Linked DNA regions of Sus scrofa: region 2 is linked to region 1. Evidence: chromatin contacts called from public HiChIP or PLAC-seq data. All regions are on one chromosome and are shown on one strand. The core of a region is the stretch at or near the end of the contact, and the rest is flanking DNA. Distances in the headings are between cores, read along the strand shown.

Evidence for each region. HiChIP or PLAC-seq counts read pairs in DNA pulled down with a chosen protein or histone mark.
Region 2: an H3K27ac HiChIP or PLAC-seq map of alveolar macrophages shows a contact between it and region 1. The contact joins the promoter of ACTR5 here to the promoter of RALGAPB in region 1. A contact is called at or near these places in 2 of 47 Hi-C or Micro-C datasets (embryonic fibroblasts and liver) and 1 of 2 datasets of contacts at active chromatin or transcription factors (alveolar macrophages).

Annotation. Positions count from the first base shown.
Region 1 is chr17:41,502,743-41,509,919 of Sscrofa11.1, reverse strand. RALGAPB (ral GTPase-activating protein subunit beta) reads right to left here and starts at 2,164. Exons shown (of 30, transcript XM_021078139.1): 1 at 1,883-2,164.
Region 2 is chr17:41,696,616-41,703,730 of Sscrofa11.1, reverse strand. ACTR5 (actin-related protein 5) reads right to left here and starts at 1,458. Exons shown (of 10, transcript XR_002339948.1): 1 at 793-1,458.

The DNA of each region.
Region 1 (7,177 bases), core at 915-3,414:
CATCAACTAGTATTTACCAACTAAGTAATAACGTTCAGTGGATGACAACTAGACATTATTTTGGACAGTACAGTGTTTAGGAGGGAACATATGCAAAGGCCTAAGGGCAATAAAAAGGTTTCCACTACAGAACTGACTGCATATGATTGTGATAAAACTAGGTATTAAAACTCAACCAGTGTTGACTGTGCATAGTTAGTCCTTCCTAGAGTCTCGCTGGTGCTAAGAACTCAATATGTTTATTCAACCGCTGAATGGATAAATTAATGAACGTAACTAGAGTATTTTCAAGCAAAAAGAACAAAACTTGATAGACTAAGAACACCAAACACCTTTTACAAAAAAAATGGAAATGGAGAAGAATCTGTTTGCAGCATGCAGTCGAGGATACAAAAGGCACTCAAACATTCCATTCAGTAAAACCACTGTGAAACTGTACGTCAAAGTACTGGGAGAAATACAAAGATGAGATGACATGGTTCGAGTTGCTCACAATCTAGCAGAAGAGAAAAACACAACACAGAAAAATGACTCGTAAATTCCATTATGATGATGCCAAAAAGCACACAGGAAAGCCCCAAGGTGGCTGGGGGTCAAGGGTGGGGGTCAGAGACAGAGGCATCTTGAATGTTGGGAATGCTGGGAGTTATGCAGCCAGAGACAGGAGGAAAAGGCTACGTGCATGTGTGTAAGAAAGAGCAGCATTGTGTGGGTCTGGGTGGAGCAGGGAGAAAGCATGGAGGATAGTCTAAGCAGAGGAACGGCGTATGCAAACAAGACCCAGAGTTTAGAAACACTATATTCATGAGGACTGTGTATTCAGGAAAATGGCAAACTGACAGTTTTGCATGAGATGCACGCACTTTAAAAGGTCCAGCTGACTCAGAAATCCTGTACAGAAAGTTACTTCCCAACCCCAACAAGCTTTCACAAGGTATAGTAGTCAGTGGGCCTAATGAAAAGATCTCTGCAGGTGGAACGTGCATTTTTAACAAGCTCACAGAGGATTCTCCTACACACTTAAACTGGGGAAACACTGAAATGTTTTACTGAGATGCAAAATGATCTACTGCAGCAGTTCCCAAACTTTGCTGCACGATGAATTCATGAGGGGATCTCTAAGAAACACTGCTGTCTCCCCACCAAGCCTGCTCCCAAACGTGCTGACTTAATTGGCCTGGCCATGCTACCTGGGCATCAGGAATCTTTAAAAGCTGCCCCAGGTGATTTTTCCGTGCAGCGAAGATGGAGAGCCACTGACCTAATTGCTAAGAACTTGAATCTGGAGTCAGACTGGCTGGGTCCAAATTTACCGGCTCTCTGACCTTGGGCAAGGAAGTCACCTAAGCATTCAGGGCCTCAGTTGCCTCGTCAGTAAGATGGGGATAATCATCCTCCTTTACCGAGTTGTTGTGAAGTTAGATGAGGTGAACGTAATGGCCTGGCACAACGCCCGGTGTGGAGTAAAGCGCTTAACGAGGGTTAGATGTGCCTTCTCATAATTAACTCTTTCTCCTCCTAATGTCACCGTGCAATGGGCAGCATCGTCCCGACAGGGCGGCAGCCACTCGACCAACCTTGCTGCTGGACCAGATTCTAAGCCGGAGTTGTCTAGCTCTGCTCCAGACCCGCCCCCTCCCCCAGGCTGCCAGAAGAGAGTTTTCCCGACCCAGGCAGCCCCTAGGTCTGCAGAGAGCCGACAGAAGCTGCCGACTCCAGGGCCAGGCGCACCCCCCACCCCCGCCAAAATGCAGAGATATACTTCCAAAGGCTGGGGCCTTAGAACCACCGGGGCCGAGAAACAAAGCTTAGCCATCCCTGGGCCGCCTGGAGGGGAGGAGAGGGGAGGGTCCGGCCGCGATGGGGAGGGCCGCCCGGTTACCTGAGGCGACGGGCGGGGCCCGCATCGCTGGGGCGGGCGCCGTCGCCGCCGCGGGCCGCACTCGGCCTTCCGCCTCACGCCACCCGCGCCATAGGCCCGGCGCTTTCGCTGTCCCGGTAGGCTGTCCGCAAGCGGTCACTCCGTCTACACGTCTGCGACTCTCCGAGGGCGCCAGGGACGACGAAGGCCGGTAGGGCCAGCCGGCAGTGCTCTGCTCAGGCAACTTCCGACTGCCAGCAGCTGCAGCGTTAAATAACTCCCGGAGTCGAATGGACCACTGCGCGTGCGCGCTGCGCCTGATCAGTGACTTCTGAAGGGCCGAAACGGCGGCGTCAAATAATTCCCGAGACTCGGAGCTGGAAGCTGCGCGTGCGCAGCTATCCCAGTTCACCGCGCGGGGCAGAATCCCTCCTCCCTTTCCGGATCTAGAGGAGCAGTGAAGTGACGGATGCTCTTACCTCATCGCAGTACAGGTCCTTAGGCATCAGTCGGGACTCCGCCTGTTTTAGGTGCGGACAGAGTAAGCGTCTTCTCTGAAAGATTCTGCCTCCCACTCAGGTTCTAGGAATTCATCACGTCCCACCATTACAGCACCCTTCCCTTTGAAATGTTGCCCTTTACCAGCTGCCCCCTTTATAGCATTACAAGCAATACTCAATTCCAGACCAGGTGTGGGTTACAAAGATGAATCAGACATCAGATTCAGAGACAGTCATTAAGGAGATGAGTCTGACATAGGCTACGAGATATTACTAATAGTAATAACAACAGCAAGAGATACCAGTTTGAGCACCTACGTTACACCGCACATTTTGTAAACAGAACTACTTGCAATCATTTGGTTCCAACTTCAACGAGGGAAACACCACCAGAGAGTTAAAGCTCAAATGCCTTGGACATGTAAAGAAGAAAACTTGGGCTGAGAAAGAAGAGGGAAAACCTGGCCTTGAGAACGTCCTTGATATTCAGAGAGGAAGGGATCATTCTGAGTAGTGCCTAAGTCACCGTGTCTGAAAAGAGCAGAATGGAAAAAGATGCTGACTCTTCCTCCTTACCCTCAGAAGAGACCATGGAGGAAGGCCTGACAAGGGAACTGGTATCTTTACAGGAAAAAAATAAATATATATATATATATATGTATATATATATATATATATATGTCTTTATAGGGTCGCACCCACAGCATGTGGAAGTTCCCAGGCTAGGGGTCTAATTGGAGCTGTTGCTGCTGGCCTAGGCCAGAGCCACAGCAACGTGGATCCAAGCTGGGTCTTTGACCTACGCCACAGCTCACAGCAACGTCGGATCCTCAACCCACTGAGCAAGGCCAGGGATTTAACCCGCAACCTCATGGTTCCTAGTCAGATTCACTTCCGCTGCGCCATGACAGAAACTCCAAGGAGAAGTATATTTCCTCAAGATTTTGTTGTCCCCCCCCCCCGCAGCCGCCCCACACACCCAGAAAAGTAGCTAGAGGGGAGAAGAAGAAAGAGAATGTTCCAAGACTAGAACAAGGCTATATCCGGGACACTTTGTGAATCAAAGCAATACACTTCCATTGTAAGAGGCAAACATTTTAAAAGGCTCTCAATATTTATTCCAACCGCTTATCCTTTGCCTTTCTAAACTACAGAGACTGAAAAGCAAAGCATGCAGTTCCCTTGAAGCTAGGAGAGGCAGTGAGACAAACTTCTGGTCAATAAGATGTAAGGCAGGAGTCCCAGTGGAGAGCTTGAATAAAAGAAGTCTTTAGAGAAGTTTGTGACCTTAACCCTTCTGCTATTTGATGCTTGGAACTGAGATGTAATGCCTGGAGGTGCAGTAGTCACCATGGGACCATGAGGAGGATTGTGCCAAGGAAGGTAAAACAGAAGGACAAAAGAAGCCTGGAGTTCCCATCATGGCTCAGTGGTTAACGAATCCAACTAGGAACCATGCGATTTCGGGTTCGATCCCTGGCCTCCCTCAGTGGGTTAAGGATCTGGCATTGCCATGAACTGTAGTGTAGGTCGCAGACAAGGCTCAGATCTGGCGTTGCTGTGGCTCTGGTGTAGGCCAGCAGCTACAGCTCCGATTGGAACCCTAGCCTGAGAACCTCCACATGCCTCAGGTGTGGCCCTAAAAAGACAAAAAAAAAAAAAAAAAAAAAGAATATGGCTTCCACATAAATTGTAAGATTTTAAGGACTAATGTACTGACCAAGAAAACAAGATTTAATATTAGATTAGGGGTGGTAGGGGGAAGATGTAAGTAAGTCATTCTTTAAAGCTGATATTATAATTCTGCACCTTTTTATTTGCCAATTTTTAAAAATTTTTGAGGGCTTCTCTTAAGCAAAACATCTTGGGAAATTTTAAGACTAAAATCAGAACACTTTGGGGAGTTCCCATTGTGGCACAGCAGAGGCACGTCCAACTAGGAACCCTGAGGTTGCAGGTTCGATCCCTGGCCTCACTCAGTGGGTTAAGGATCCAATGTCGCCATGAGCTGTGGTGTAGGTCACAGACATGGTTCGGATCCTGCATTGCTGTGGCTGTGGTGTAGGCTGACAGCTGTAGCTCCGATCAGACCCCTAGCCTGGGAATCTCCATAGGCCATGGGTGTGGCCCTGGAGACCAAAAATAAAATAAAATAAAATAAAATCAGAACATTTTGAAACATGTAGGGGAAGTGTGCATGCACAATTCTGAAGAGACATATACAGAATAAAATATTATGGATTCTCCAAGCGGCACAATTCAAATTTGTTCTATGTCATAAATTCTAATTATAAATGTAGAATAAATTGGGGAATTGTCTTCAGTGGAAACCATAAATCAAATTATCACTTTGTGTCATGTGTTTAATTACTGTGTATTAAAGGCACCGCACTCAAAAAAAAAAAAAAAAAAACAGTTGTATCACCCTTTTGTGGCAGACTTTTTTCCTAAGTTGACCATGCCAACATGTATAACCCATCCCCAGTTCTTCTTACAAGGTAACCAACATCTTCCCCCTGAGAGACAGGATCCGTGTTCCCTCCCCTTGAATCTAGTTGGGGTCTGCGACTGTTCCGGCCAGTAGGGTGGAAGGCATGTTATGGGACCTCGGGGGCCAGATCATAAAGGAGGATACAGCTTTTACCTGGCTTACCACCTTTTTGCAAAGCTCACCTTTCAAGCCCAGTCACCATGTTGGGAGGAAGCCCAGGCCCCAGGAAGAGAGCATGTGGAGATATTCCGGCTGACGACCTGAGATAACATCTTAGCTGACAACATCAGTGGCCAGATATGTGAATAAGGAAGCCTTCAGATGATTCCAGTTCCTAAGCTTCAAGCCAACCTCCCTGAAACAAGCAGGGCAGAGATAAGATAACCCCAGCCCAAAGAGCAGATTCCTGAGCAACATATTATCATTGTTTTAAGCTATTAAGTTTGGGGTGAATTATATGCAGTCATAGTAACTGGAACACTTTTCAAGAGCATAACTGAGAAAAGTTGTTAACTGAACAGATACATGAGAGGTATGTCATCTGTAGCCAATTCCCCCCTTCTTTTTCTTTTTCTTCCTTTGTTAGTTGTGCAGAACTATCTTGGTGTGTGGATAACAGTTGAGAAAATCCACTTCTATTTCTCCTGAACCTAACGCAATACCAGCACAGTGGAAGTGCTCAGCGGACATTTGTCGGATGGATAGAAGATGCATTTTAGCTCAGCACTGAACCCACTTTCTTGCTGGGTTGTTAAATCTTAGTGAATGATATCCAGTTGTAGAGGAACTAGACCTAAGTAAGAGGTCCCCTGCCCCACACCCTGTGCCTTAAGTACTACATTTTGGATTGGTATTTCTCAAAATTTTCTAAGTGCCCCTCCAAGGCCAACAATGCCATCTTAGTGAGGTGCCCTAAACTAGACCAGGTCCCATGTGGGTCCTATTAGCCAGAAATTTCTATCTTGAAATTTTCTAAGTCTTGGAGTTCCCATTGTGGTGCAACGGAAACAAATCCAACTAATATTCACGAGGATGTGGGTTCGATCCCTGGCCTCACTCAGTGGGTCAGGGATCTGGCGTTGCCGTGAGCTGTGGCATAGGTCACAGACAGGGCTCAAATCCCACGTTGCTGTGGCTGTGGTGTAGGTAGGCAGCTGTAGCTCCAATTTCAACCCCTAGCTTGGGAACTTCCATATGCTGAGGGTGAGGCCCTAAAAAGCAAAAAAAAAAAAAAAAAAAAAAAAAAAAAAAAATTTCTAAGTCTCATTCCAATGGTTGGGACTGACCAGAGCCACAAGTGCCATTCAGGCAGGTCTACCCAGTCCCAGACCAGGTCCATCCCCTGTGGGTCTCATTCTCATTTCTTCTTTTTGAAGAATTATTCAACCCTCTTTTTTTTTTTAACTTTTTAGGGCTGCACTTGTGGCATATGGAAATTCCCAGGCTAGGGGTCAAATCAGATCTGCTGCTGCCAGGGCACAGCCACAGCCACAGCAAGGGATCAGATCCAAGCTGTAGTTGCAGTTGCAACCTACAATGCAGCTGTAGCAGCACCAGATCCTGAAGCCATTGTGCCAGGCCAGGGATGGAACCTGTGTCCCAGCACTCCAGAGATGGCACTGATCCTGTTGTGCCACAGTGGGAACTCCATGTAATATATTTTTAAGCAAACTGTTTATACAGACAGGGACTATGCAAAAAATATTTGCCTAAAGCCTTGCCCACACTAGGATGGTCTTGGCTAGTGTCCTCCTCTTCTCCTCATAGTCCTTGTGAGCTCCTCTGAGTTCACTTCATTCACCCCTGAAAGCACCATTTTCCAGGCAGTCTTAACTGCCAACTTGAACCCCCATTGGAATGACTTCGGATGCCCCAGAAGATCCCCTTCAGTCAAAATGTCCAAATCACACATACTTATCCCACATGGAGGGAGTGTGCCTGTTCTTGTATTTGCTTGTTCATTTGTTTGTTTTATGTTTTATTTTTGACCACACCCACAGCATTCCGAAGTTCCCAGGCCAGGGAACGAACCCTCACCACAGCAGTAATCCAAATCGCTGCAGTAACAACACCAGATCCTGACCCACTGAGGCACGAGAGAACTACAGCTCTTTTATTTTGTCTTGTTTTGTTCTGTTTTGTGTTTTTGCCTTTTCTGGGGCCGCTCTCCCTCAGCATATGGAAGTTCCCAGCCTAGGGGTCTAATCGGAGCTATAGCTGCTGGCCTACGCCAGATTCACAGCAACACAGGATCTGAGCCGCATCTGCGACCTACACCACAGCTCACAGCAATGCCAGATCTGAACCACACTTGCAACCTATGAC
Region 2 (7,115 bases), core at 209-2,708, 190 kb before region 1:
TTCTCCACAGAGCAGCTCTGGTGATCCTTTGGGAACATAAGTCACATTCCTCTTTTGTTCAACACCTTGCAAATGGCTCCCCATTTCACTCAGAGTAAAAGCCTATGAGGTGTGCAACTTGCCCCCTCATTAACTCCGACTTCCTCTTCCACTCACTACCCTTCCCCTCACTCTGGCTGCCCTCAATTAGGATCAAGACCCGCCCCTGCCTCAGGGCCTTTTCACTGGCTGTTCCCTCTCTGGAGTATTAGTCCCTCAGGTATTCACAAGGCTTGCCCCTTGCTCAAACATCACCTTCTTGGAATCCACCCCTAACCATCTTATTGAAAAGATGTAGCTTTCTCCTCTCCTTCTGTCATGCTATAGAACCTACTACTTAATCCTACTGTTTATTGTCTGTCTTTTCACACTAAAGGGTCTTTCCATACTAGCTCCATAAGCACAGGAGATTTCGTGTTACGTTCATGGACGTATTTCAAACACCTAGAAAAGTGCCTGACACAAAGTAGGTGCTCAGTACATATTTGTAAATAAATGGATGTATTAACAACAGAGCACAGATGCCCGAACGTATGCTCCAAGAGAACGTATGCTCCAGTGGTTCACTGCTATACCCCAAGCGCTTAGCACAAGCCTTATACACATTAGGCGCTTAATATTTGATCGCCATAATAAATGAATGACTAAATGACAATCAGAACTCCTGGAGTGACTATTATCCCTCGGGGAGCAGAGTGAGCGGGGACACGACCTCAACCCTTCCCTCAATCCCATCCCCACCCCGCCCTTCACCTGTGAGGAGACACCCAGATGCTGGAAACTGTAGTCAAGCAGCAGCTCCTGCAGCTCCAGGTTCACAGGCACGTTGCGGTCGAAAGGTGAGCGCAGCATCCAGCGCAGGGGCTCCAGGCTGCCCAACGCGTTGCCCACCTGGGGGCCCGCCCCGCCCCGAGCTCCGCCTCGCCCTCGGGCGCACACAGAGCGGAACTGCAGCCGGGGTTCGGGGCCTGGGTCCGGCCCGGGGCAAGCCCAGCCTGCACGGGCCTGGAACGACCCGTTGTCCAACACCAGTGGCACCGGCTGTGGCCCGTGTGCCACCGGGCCGGCCTCCAGCACCGGATCCGGAGCGGCTCGGGCGTCGCGGAATGGGAACACATTCATCGCCTGCCCCGCCACACTGGCAGCCGCCATCTTGCAGCGCACGCGCTAGCCCCGCCCCCGACGCAGCGTCCTCCCAAACAGCGCGAAACCCCGCCCCCGCGCGAAATGGAGGGCCTCCGAGCCTCTTCTCAAGCCCATCCAGCCGTTTCACCCAACTCGCCCCTGGCAGCCGAGGCCGCCTTCGCGATTGTTAGACTCCGCCCATCCTGGCCGTGGCCGAATCTCGCCCCCAGCTCCTATCTGACCACTCCCCTTCGCCCTAGCCGGGACTCCGGTCCAGTGAGCTCCGCCCCGAGTGCGTTACGTCACCATGACACGCCCCTTCCTGGCCTTCAGAACCTAGTACTGAGGCCGGGTGCCTCTCCGGGGCCCCACCTTTTCGCCTAGCCACGCCCCATATTGTAGGGTAACTCACCTTCAACTGTCCTTGGCTCCGCCCCCACATGATTACTTTGCCGTAAGCCTCCCTGTCAAGGAAACAAACTCTGGGGTACCGACCTCTCGGTATCTTGACCGAGGAGCTCGCTACTTAGGCGCGTTCACTTTATGAAAATTCATCAAACTATCCACTTATGATTTGTGCACTTTTCTGCACGTGTTCTATTTTATAACACAATATAAATTTTTAAATAGATTTATTAACTCCCACAGACTGTGCGCTGTCAAAGACTTCAAACACTGAGAAAAGGACTGCTCGTTGTTACTTAACTAACATATATATTTTTTCTCATTAGTGGTATAATTCCTCTGCATGGTCATCTAGCTTGGTGTGATCATGTGACTAAGTTCTGGCCAATGGGTATGGGAGTGGAGGTGATGCAGCCGTCTTCCCACCCAGTTTTTGCTCTAAAAGGATCCGGCACCTCTCTCCTCCACTTCCCCCTTGCCTCCAGGCAAGGGGATAGTAAGAGTTAGAGGAGCTGCCTTGGCTCTATCCTCCCAGCTCTGAAACACTTAACTTTGAGAGATAAAAGCAAGTTAATTGTAAAAAGTGGTTCTAAGTAAACATCCTTAACAAGAGATGAGGCCTCAAAATACTCTCAATGGGATCACCGACCCACTGAGCAAGGCCAGGGATCGAACCTGCATCCTCATGGATGCTAGTCAGATTCATTTCCACTGAGCTAGGACAGTAACTCCTCGGGCTATTCTTTATCAGATTTGACTTCTAATCTCCTTCTCCCTCTTTGCCTGACTTTAAAATATTGCTGTTCCCAAGGCCCTTGGCCCAGGGTTTCTCTTTTCATCCATTCTCTAGGTTGACCTCTGTTGGGCTGCACCACACAGGCCCGCAAGCTTTGTGATTGCCCAGCATTGAGGCTAAAGAAAGAACCCAGAGACAGCAACAGAGACATCAATGGTTTACTCCATAGGGGGTCTTACAAGTCTGAAGCAAAAGGTGCTGGAGTGATTTCCCACCATGTACAACAGACGGTGGGCAGGACATGGCAGCAAAGTTCACTACTCAGGGAGAGAGAAGGAGACGACCATTTTGGGGGGAATTGACATCGGGTTGGCTCATCAGCTACCAGGGAAACCAGCGGCTGGGGCAGAGGGCAAACATGTAGGTAGTTGCTGATTAAGTCCTATGTACAGATGAAGAGGGGATTGGTCAAGCAGGGGATGTACAGAGAGCAAAAGAACAGCCATCTTGACTGGCCTGATCACATAACGTTACACTTTTCTGTTAACTCCAAAACCATCTGAGTTTTAAAATGGCACAGGAGTAGCTCAAGAATTTGCTAATTATTCTCTGAGGAAGACATGGTCCCTGGTGTTTCACACATGACAGACCTTCCTATGCAAAGTATTGTGCACCCATACACATGCATTGTGTGTCTGAGGTGTCTAGCACATGGCCTAAATTAGGCAGCTGCTCAATAAACATTGAAAAAGTGAGGGAGTTCCCATTGTGGCTCAGTGGTAACGAATCCAACTAGTATCCATGAGGACACAGGTTCAATCCCTGGCCCTGCTTAATGGGTTAAGCATCTGGTGCTGCCATGAGCTGTGTGTAGGTTGCAGACACAGCTTGGATCTGGTGTTGAAGAGACTGTGGTGCAAGCTGGCAGGTACAGTTCTGACTTAACCCCTAGCCTGAGAACCTCCAAATGCTGTGGGTGCAGCCCTAAAAAGCAGAAGAAAAAAAAGTGAAAAAAAATTATTTGTGTGTTGACTTTTGAAAATACATTATTTATTGTACAAAATGTATTAAGTACATTCAGTATATCAGATAGTGGAGACACAGTAGGGAGCCAATCAGAGAATATCCCTGGTCTTGTGGAGTTTACTGTACTTAAAGATTGTTGCCATGGACCCATTTTATGTTTCCTCTTTTCTTCCTTTCACCCATTGGTCCATCCACTCATCCACCTCTTCATCTCTTCATCCCTTGACCAATTTATCTACTCATCCTTCATTCACTTATCTATCTATTATTCATTGGCTCATCTATCCAACCATTGACCTTCAAGGCACATACCCACTGATTCACCCATCTATTTATTCATCCATCAATCCACTGACCTTTCTCTATATTATGAATCCCAAACTAGTGGCACATCAGGAATCTAAAAAAAAAAAAAAAAAATCTGAATCTCAGGGTGAGGATGGGGAACAGACATCTCTGAATATCTCCCCCATTTAATTCTGATGCACACTGTCTGGCCCCGTCTAAGGACAGACATTTAGGAGTCATTATACTAGATTCGAAGCACTGCGAAGAGAGGAGCTGTCTTAGTTTAGCTTTCTCAGAAAGCAGATGCTGAGATAAGGACTCAGGTGCAGTTAATCCTCTGGAAGGTGATTCCAGGAAGGACAAGGGAGGAGGTAGGGGAAGGGAGACAGGGAAGCAGGGACAAGCCAAATAAAAGGCGCTCTGATGGGCTTGTGGACACATGAGGTTCAATCCTACTAGGAGCTGCCTTGTGGAGGAGACCACCAATAATCCCACTGCAGGACAGAAGACATTCATTGATTGTCAAGTGATTGAGTATTTGGGGGCTTTTAACTCCCCACCAAGTTGTGCATCCAAGGTCTAGAAAACCCTCGGGCAGAGGAGAAGACAAGCATGGAGGGAGGCACTTTGTCATGGTTCTCTGTCGGGTTTCTGAGATGTGTCCACAGCTTCAAGTGAACTCAGATGCGCCTGAGGATATAGAATGGGGCATTGAGCCCTACCACAGAGGTCCATGTCTCTCTTGTTTACTGCTGCATTGCTGGGGCCTGGGACACAGTCCTCAGTCCAGTGGCCTATAGTAGGTGATCAACAGATGTTTGATGAATCCTGTGTGCCTCCCAGAATTTGTTTGTGCCAGATACTGGGTAAAAATTCTTTAATTTTTGTTAGTTTTTTTTTTTTTTCTTTTAATGGCCACGCCCATGGCATATGGAAGTTCCCAGCCTAGGGGTCAAATCAGAGCTTCAGCTGCTGGCCTACACCACAGCCACAGCAATGCAGGATCCAAGCCGAATTTGTGATCTATAGCACAGCTTGCAGCAATGCCAGATCCTGGGTGAGGCCAGGGATCAAACCCACATGCTCATTGATACTAGCTGGGTTCTTAACCCACTGGGCCACCACAGGAACTCCTGTGGGTAACAATTCCTTTAGTTGTGTTTTCTCTTTGGACTGTACTTCCTCCCCAGGCTGAGTCTGTACCATCCCCTCAGCAGCATCCTCAATCTCTTTACCCTATTCTCATTCCACTCCCAGACAGTTGCTGGGAGCTGCTGGAAGCCCATATGGCTGTGCCCTCAGCACTGCTGGATCATCTTGCTGGCTATTGCTGGCTATCCCTGGCCAGAGGACTCTCTTTACCTGGCTCCTACTGGACCCCATAACTGGCAGAGGTGGTACCACCATAGCATCAGCTATCACAGTAGCCTGACTCTTGAAAAGACTCAATCTAGGGAATAGAACTCAGTTCCCAAGTGCTACCTCACACCCAGGGAGGGCTTCACTTCATTTAGGAGAATGTCTAGAAATTCAATAGTCGAGATCATACTTTATGCAATATTTTGAAAAATCAAAATTTGGTTGTTTTTTTTGTTTTTTTTTTTTTGGCCTTTTTGCCATTTCTTGGGCAGCTCCTGCGGCATATGGAGGTTTCCAGGCTAGGGGTCTTATAGGGGCTACAGCTGCCAGCCTACGCCAGAGCCACAGTAACGTGGGATCCGAGCCGCATCTGTGACCTACACCACAGTTCAGGGCAACGCCGGATCGTTAACCCACTGAGCAAGGGCAGGGATCGAACCTACAACCTCATGGTTCCTAGCCGGATTCGTTAACCACTGCACCATGATGGGAACTCCCTGAAAAATCAAAATTTGAAAGTGAATTATGATGTTCATAATAACACAATGAACAAGATAATGCTTTTTTTTTTTTTTTTTTTTTGGTCTTTTTAGGGCCACTCTTGTGGCATATGGAGGTTCCCAGGCTAGGGGTCAAAACAGAGCTCTAGCTGGCAACCTACACCACAGGCACAGAAACTCAAGATCTGAGCCACATCTGTGACCTACATCACAGCTCACAGCAAGGCTGGATCCTTAACCCACTGGGCAAGGCCAGGGATTGAACACTCGTCCTCCTGGATACTAGTCAGATTCATTTCTTCTGGGCCATGATGGGAAATCCAAGATAATACAATTTAAAGAAAAGATTGTCTTGTTGAGATTTCGTTTTGCTTCAAACTCCACATGGCTGAGCCTCATGCCGCTACTGGCCCTGTGCTTACCTGACACTGTATGTCTATGTTTTGGGGAAGGAAATATATTGAGGTCTGCAACTCTTCTATTTTTCTTCTTCTTCCTCTTTTTCTTTTCTTATTTATTTATTTATTTATTTATTTATTTATTTATTTATTTATTTATTTTGCCGCACTTGCAACCTGTGGAAGTTCTTGGGCCTGGGATTGATCAGAGATGCAGCTAAGGTCTATCCCACAGCCACAGCAACAATGGATCTGCACCACATCTGAGACCTCTGCTGCAGCTTGCGGCAACACTGGATCCTTAACCCACTGGTCGAGGCCAGGATACAACCCACATCCTCTCAGAGACAATGTCTTAACCCCCTGAGCTACAACAAGAACTCCACAAGGTAAATTCTTGAAGGGATTGATGGATAGATATGGGGTAGAGAATCCAGCACCATAAAATGTTAATTGTTCAAGCTATATATTGGAAATCTTTCATCTTGTTTGTATGTTTGAATTTTTTTTTTTTTTTTTTGTAATTTTGAAGAAGAAAAAATAAAGGGGGGGGGACCCTGAGACTGACTCCCTGGGATCAAAGCAGCTCCACCCCCTTATTCCCTGGAGGTCCAGGCCTGGCTTCCCCACCAGACCCTCCCGTGCAGTGAGGACACAGCTGTCCAGGCAGTCTGCCTCTCCTTGACTGAAGCCCTTCTCTGTCCCAGCGTTTGCGATCCCTGCTTCCCACCAAGAGAAAGGCCTGGATCTGCTCAGCTTTCTGACTGGTGCCCATGGAGCCTGGTTGACTCCCTCCTTCCCTCCAAGGCCCCTAAGTGGGGAACAGATCATTCCCCGAAGTAGGATGGGTCATTTAACAAATCTACAGCAGCCTTCTATGTTTTTTGGGAAAAAACATCAAATGGCCACTTTTGAAATGTGGAGGTCCTGAAAGTAAAGCACCGATAAGCTGTCATTATCAACCGGGCGGGGAGGAGAGAGCGCGGGGTGTCTGGGTGACAAGAAGCATTTACAATTCTAAAGATGGAAAGACCTTCGAGTGCCGGCACCTTGCTGTCTCACCGCTGGGGGGCGAGACAGAGCGGGATCCCTAACGAGCGTCTGCTTCCTCCGGGGGACAATACTCTTGGTGGTTCCCAAGGCTCTGGGCTGGATCAGGGTCTGAAGCAAGTGGAGCCAGGATTCGTGGTAAGAACAGATGGGAATTGATGGAACCCTGGCTGGACCGGGGGGAGAGGA